2 separate regions of the Mus musculus genome follow, and region 1 is linked to region 2. Evidence: chromatin contacts called from public HiChIP or PLAC-seq data. All regions are on one chromosome and are shown on one strand. The core of a region is the stretch at or near the end of the contact, and the rest is flanking DNA. Distances in the headings are between cores, read along the strand shown. Region 1 holds the start of Arhgap10 (Rho GTPase activating protein 10). Region 2 holds the start of Mcm5 (minichromosome maintenance complex component 5).

The links. HiChIP or PLAC-seq counts read pairs in DNA pulled down with a chosen protein or histone mark.
Region 1: an H3K4me3 HiChIP or PLAC-seq map of forebrain shows a contact between it and region 2, with 12 times the contacts expected there. The contact joins the promoter of Arhgap10 here to the promoter of Mcm5 in region 2. A contact is called at or near these places in 3 of 39 promoter capture datasets (hippocampal neurons, neutrophils and stem cell-derived epiblast-like cells), 3 of 115 datasets of contacts at active chromatin or transcription factors (astrocytes, embryonic stem cells and forebrain) and 1 of 9 other capture datasets (adipose tissue).

The regions. Positions count from the first base shown.
Region 1 is chr8:77,516,105-77,519,173 of GRCm38.p6, reverse strand. Arhgap10 (Rho GTPase activating protein 10) reads left to right here and starts at 1,267. Exons shown (of 23, transcript NM_030113.2): 1 at 1,267-1,544. The coding sequence starts at 1,391. 0610038B21Rik (RIKEN cDNA 0610038B21 gene) reads right to left here and starts at 2,118. Exons shown (of 1, transcript NR_028125.1): 1 at 596-2,118.
Region 2 is chr8:75,107,879-75,110,853 of GRCm38.p6, reverse strand. Mcm5 (minichromosome maintenance complex component 5) reads right to left here and starts at 1,345. Exons shown (of 17, transcript NM_008566.3): 1 at 1,233-1,345; 2 at 980-1,154; 3 at 638-764; 4 at 426-554. The coding sequence starts at 1,146.

The DNA.
Region 1 (3,069 bases), core at 18-2,517, 2.4 Mb before region 2:
CCTCTTTCTTTCCTCGGTAGACTCCTTGCTGATTTTAGTAGGAAATGAACCTTTCAAACTGCCTAGGAGTTATTGGTAAAAGTCTTTTGAAGTCTGAGGATGGACATTAAAGTGGCCTCATCTGTGGCACTCAAATGGTGCTGTTATTTAACAGAGTTTATAGAGTAGGCATATTTAGATGCTTCCCAGAGGGTTAAGACTCCTCCTACAGCTCACGGGCCAAACAAACTCTTAATTACTGCACTCAGTCGGAACGTTTTTAAAGAATCACTTTGAAGTTTCCTGGTACTATTACCATCATTAAACCTTTACATGTAAACATGTGTTGTGAGTTTGTGAAAAATGTATGCCATGTGTGCACCTGGCACATGTTAATTGCTTAAAAATTGCTAGTTGATAAAGTGTCTCCAGTGTAAGATTTGCTGTATACATTTGAGGAAGGTATTGAGTTCTGCTTTAGAACGCATGGAATAGGAAAGGAGTTTTGTGGGCGCACTGACACGAATTCACACTTGTCCACGCAGCCTCCCATGGTGAAAAACCACAAAAAGTCTGGCATTTACTTTCGGCGGGCTATTTTTAGCAGATCGCCTCTCCTACCCGTGTAAATTTAATCTCCAGAATAGAACACAAGCAGGGTCAACGCGGTTTAGCCACACGCTCCCTTGTCCTAAGCCATTCAGTATGGACACGAAGAAAAATGTTCTAGAATCTGTAGAGTCCACGCTGAGTTGGAGACGTTAAGCATTCCCGCGAAGGCAGCTGATTAGACAAGGAGAGAGAGCACCCGGCGTGCGAGCCCTTGCACAGCGAAGCACCCTTCCTTCGGTACACAGATAAAATGAGTCAATCATTTCCACCCGCCCCGACTTTTAAGTCGTCTGATCTCGGGGACCGAGGCCTGCTATTACAAACCCACCATCCCGTTCGGTCAGGCGTCCACTTCGGGGACCAGCCTGAGTCACCTGGACCTTGTGAGCCGAGATCGGGGAGGTGCAGGCGTCCGGGGGTGGAGGGCACAGACTACGTTCTCCATCGCCGCTGCCTCGGAAGGAAGAGGAGGGGCGACTGCGCGTGGGGAAGAGAAGGAAGAGGCGTTCGGGGAAGGGCAGGGAGGAGGAGAGCCGAAGGCGCCCGGGCGGGAGAGCAGGGGCGTGCGGGCGGGGGCGGGGCGGGGCGGGCGCGCCCGAGGCGGGGCGGGGCCGGGCGGCGGCCTCTGCTGCTGCCGGGGGCTGCCGGGATTGGGGAGCTGCGCCGCGTACTCTCCAGGGTCGCTGGGCTGGGCTGGACATGACCGTGCTGCGCTCGCCGCGCGCTCAGCCCTGCTAGCCGCTCGCTGCCGCCGCCTGGGAGCCCAGCTCGGCCTGCGCCCGCGCGCACCGCCGCAGTCATGGGGCTGCAGCCCCTGGAGTTTAGCGACTGCTACCTCGACAGCCCGTGGTTCCGGGAGAGGATCCGCGCGCACGAAGCGGAGCTCGAGAGGACCAACAAGTTCATCAAAGAGCTCATCAAAGACGGCAAGAACCTCATCTCTGCCACCAAAAGTAAGCGGGGTCCTGTTCGCGTTCGGGCTGCGGCGTGGCGAGGAAGGCGGGAGGATCGTCTTCCCCGGCCAAGTGGGATGGCTCAGTGCTCCTAAGACCGGGCTGGAGGAATAGGCGATTCCTTAGGGGATAAGATAAGCTCCAGGGCATTCCTCTCCCAGGAGGTTCGGGCGCGTTCCTTTCCCCGATCCTGGCCCTCGGTGGCGCGGGAGCGAGGAGCTGTGCGTGGGAGCTGCCCCGGGGCTCCCGCCTGGCCCAGCTGAGCACGCTTTGGCGCCGGCCGGAGCGAATGGAGGCTCTGCTCCGGAGTCAGGTTTTACTGCGCCCTAACGCTGCTTCCAGTCTCCCGCAAAATAGAGACATCAATCAGTTTGATAGTTTTGTCTCCTAACATTTCCAAGTAATTTTTTTTGGAAATGCTTTGGGACTCTGCCTGTAGTTGATATCGTCAAAAGTCCTTTAAGTTACACCTCTTATGTATCCCCTTTCTGCCTTGCGCGACAGCACCGACCTACGTCCCTCGTGAGCTAAACCAGAAAGTCTACCTGGCTTTGTGCTGCCTTCTGCACATTCCTCTGTCTTGTGCTGAGGCGGGTTCAAAGATTAGGGGTTGAAAGGGTCAGTGGGCAGACTGCTCCAGGTTCTGGCCTGCGAGAAGTGCCTGTGAGTAGGAAATTCTACTCTTCATGCTCGAAGCTGGCCACCTCAGTTCCATCTGTATTCAAACAAGCAAGCTAACACACCCTCAAGCCACCTCTGAAGACAACAGAAAGAGAGGTGTATCGAAGCTGTAGTGAGTCTTAGGAGTAGAGGCTGGTTGAAATTTGTGCAGAAACGGTTGTAATGTTCTATAAATGGGCGTTCTCCAGGACCAGGTGCTGGCATCCAGGCCACCCTGGAACCCTGAATTCATTCCTTGAGTTATTGCGAACACCCCTTTCCCTCCTTAAAAGGCCTGATAGTGCAGGAGCCAAGCATAGGTGCTCTACCTATCCTCTTGGGTTGGTTAGGTTCCCTGGCTCAATACTCTCCATCTCTGGGCGTTTATTCCATTTGTTTGTAGACAGCACCCCTGGAAAAAACACCCCAGGTACATTTTCACCCCACCGTTTTGTGTCCAGGAAGATTAAAACGTACTGAGTGTACATTCTCATCCACCCAATCAAGTGCCTGGCCTAGTTAATATTCACTTAATGAATGAGTTGAAATATTTTTTTTAATGGGAAGAATTTAGTGGAGCCATCCCTGTAATTTGGGAAGCAAGTCGCTCAACTTCTCTGGACCATCTCCAAGGTTCCTTTGGTTCTGTGACCTCTTCCGTATTTCAAAGTTGGGACTGGAAATCACTTTTTTGATGAGTGGGTTATTTGCTTGGTGGCTGTGCAGGCCTTTGGCTTTGAGGTTTTCTGTTCTAGGTGGGAAACAGAGGGAGAGTCAGTAAATGTGGAGAAATGACCAGAGGCAGGGAGGTGTGCGGACATCCATGGACTGGGAAGTGGATGTGTAGGATTCCATGGCCAGTGTT
Region 2 (2,975 bases), core at 96-2,595:
CAAGGTTTTGACCCGACTGGCTACACATCAATCAATTTCAGCTCCAACAACACTTCCTCTAAAGTATTCTTCCTCAACTCTCTACCCTCTCAGCAATAGCCACATTGTCCCCACGTTCTTTTCTTTTCGAGACAGGGTCTCATGTACACCAGGCTTCTACTTCTGCCTCCCAGTTATGGATGGCATTTACTATTTTTTTAGTCTCCCTGATGGATAGGAACTCACTGTTGTTCTGCAAGACTCAACTCTGCCTTCCCTTTAAGACATCAACCCCATTGAGGTAATTTTACACAGGATAAAGACTAAGTTAAGTCAAATGTCTTGGTCAGGGTCACACATCTGGTGCTCCAAGCTACCTGTCTCAGACGCCTTCTGCACCACACAGCGGCCATGCCACCCTGACTAGCCATTCAATAAACTCCTACCTTCAGAATCCGAATGCTCGACGGGCTGGCATCTGACTTGAGCATGACCTGGATGTCTTGGAGCAGCTCATCTCCAGCTGGCCGGGGCCGGGTCACCTCATCTGCCACCTCCTTGGCAGCTTCCTCAAGCTGAAGAAGAGGAAAGGCATAAGCTGCTGGTGATGATGGGGCAGGGCCCGGGTTTAGGAGGCTCTGAAATGGGTGCTACTCACCAGCTGTAAGTGCTCGGCCGGCTGTTTATGCAAGTGGTCAGCCAGTTCCTCGTCAAAACTGGCCAGGTCCTCCATCTCCACCTCGATCCAGTATTCACCCAGGTTGTAATGCCGCTTGAGTTCATCTCTTTAGTGGTCAACAAAGGGGCAGAGGGACAGGAAGGGTGCATTGAGGGACCGTCAGCAGCAGTGCCTGTGCACCCCGGTCCTCACAGGCACCAATGCCCCCACCTCTCTCAAAAGACACCTAATTGTAGACCACTCTATCCTAAATTTAGGCCTGAAGAGGGACTGTCAAGAAAAGGCGTCCCCCGTAAGAATGGTTCACGGACACTGTCGCACCTGTACTTGAAGGTGAAGCCCGTGCGATCGGTGCCCACTCGGTACTGTCTCAGGAACTCCTTGAATCGCCTCTGCAGTTGCGACTTGCGGGCCTGGCCCTCTTCCGCACCGGGGTCGCCACCGAAGCTGTCGCTGTAGAAAATGCCCGGGTCGTCGAAGCCCGACATGACTGTACCTGGGTCAAGGGAGACAGAGAGCTGAGCACCCCGGGGCGGCGGGAGCTTCCCTAGACGGGGTCCCGCAATTCCCTCACCTCACAGCGGCGCGCCACACGAACCTCAGCCCTCCTAGAGGAAGCCGACTTTCGCGGGAAAAACCAGCCTCCGCGTTTGTCCACCGCGGTCTCTGCGCTCCTATTGGTTCGTTCAGCGCCGCGGATAGCTATTGGACTGCTCTGCGCCGGTTGAGTCCCGCCTCCAAGGCCTGGTTCCCAAGATGATTGGCTGTGGCGTCTTGGTGACGTCACGAGTCAACTCTTTCCGGTCTCCATTTTGTGAGGCTGGACGTTTTGGCGCGAAAGTTCTTGGCGCTAGCAGCTAACCGAGCAAAGATGGCGGAGAGGCTCGGGAGCTTTGTGAGCGTTTAAACCTTAGGCCTTCGGAGAAAACCTAGCCCAGTGGCGCAGGTCTGTCAGCCCCGCTCCTCGTAAAGTCTAAGCAGGAGGATCGCAAGTTCAAGGCCAGCCTGGGTGACTTAGGGAGCCCCTTTCCCAAGTAAAAAGGTGGGACTTGAGAGATGGATCGGTGGTCAATAGCGTTTGCTGTACTTTTAGAAGACCCAGTCTCTGTTCTCAGTACCCTAGTCAGGGGCTCAGAACTGCCTGTGACTCCTGCTCCAGAGAACCCAATGTCCTCTCCTGGCCTCTATGGGCCACGTACATGTTAGATGTAGAGAGAGAAAGATATATGTATCTGTACATAAGTACACTTTTTTTTTAAGTAAAAGGAAACGGACTGGAGCAATGACTGAGCAATTGGATACAGACACATAAATAAAAAGTAGACTTATCAGCCCTCCCCCATATCTGCTAGCACTAGGGAGGCTGAAGAAACCCTGCCTTTAAAATAAGTATATGAGAAAACCACCCCTTTCAGAGCTGCTGTGAGAAAGCAGTATGCCTGAGGTGTACTCTTGCTCCAGCCCGGCAGGAGGTGCCAGAGTGCTGTCTCCGCAGCTTTGGGACCAGGTGGCTCACCTTCCCCTACTCAGATAGTACCAAAGCCCAGGAAGCCAGGGATGTTTTCTTTCATTCAGATTCAGACGAATAATTATGATGACTGTAGAACTTTTTTAATTCCTTGGCAATGCTTAAACCATGCAAAATTCATGGCCAAATTCCAAATGGAAATCTTGGGGGGGGGGGGAGGCAGATTTAGCATAGCAACCTTAGTGTAGATTTTCCTTTGAGTTCCTCCCATCCACACGAACAAGTGGAAACCTATTGCTGCAGCAACCATTCAAACATATATTTACAGAGAATAAAGTTTGAGCATTTTTGCAATTAAAAAAAAATACCAGGTGAATCTAAGACTTGGTTTTCTCAGCATTTCATGGTAATCCCTGTGTGCCAAGACAGGTTTAACACATTTTATTTTAGATTGCTTTATTTGCTTCTTGACCAAAATCGAGGCTGTTCTTAACAGTTGTCACCAATAGCAGGGATGTAATTCCGCATTGTTGGCTGGGGCTTCCCCTCAGGTACAGATGGAATGCTGGACTTAGGCACTGAACAGAATTTTAGCAAAAGTCAGAGTGAAGCAGAGTCAGCAAATTCACTGGTCAAAAGACAGAGTCCTATGCCTGGGCATGGTGGTGCACGCCTTTAATCCCAGCACTTGGGAGGCAGAGGCAGGCGAATTTCTGAGTTCGAGGCCAGCCTGGTCTACAAAGTGAGTTCCAGGACATCCAGGGCTACACAGAGAAACCCTGTCTCGAAAAACCAAAAAAAAAAAAAAAAAAAAAAAAAAGACAGAGTCCTGGCGACATGGCTCGGCAA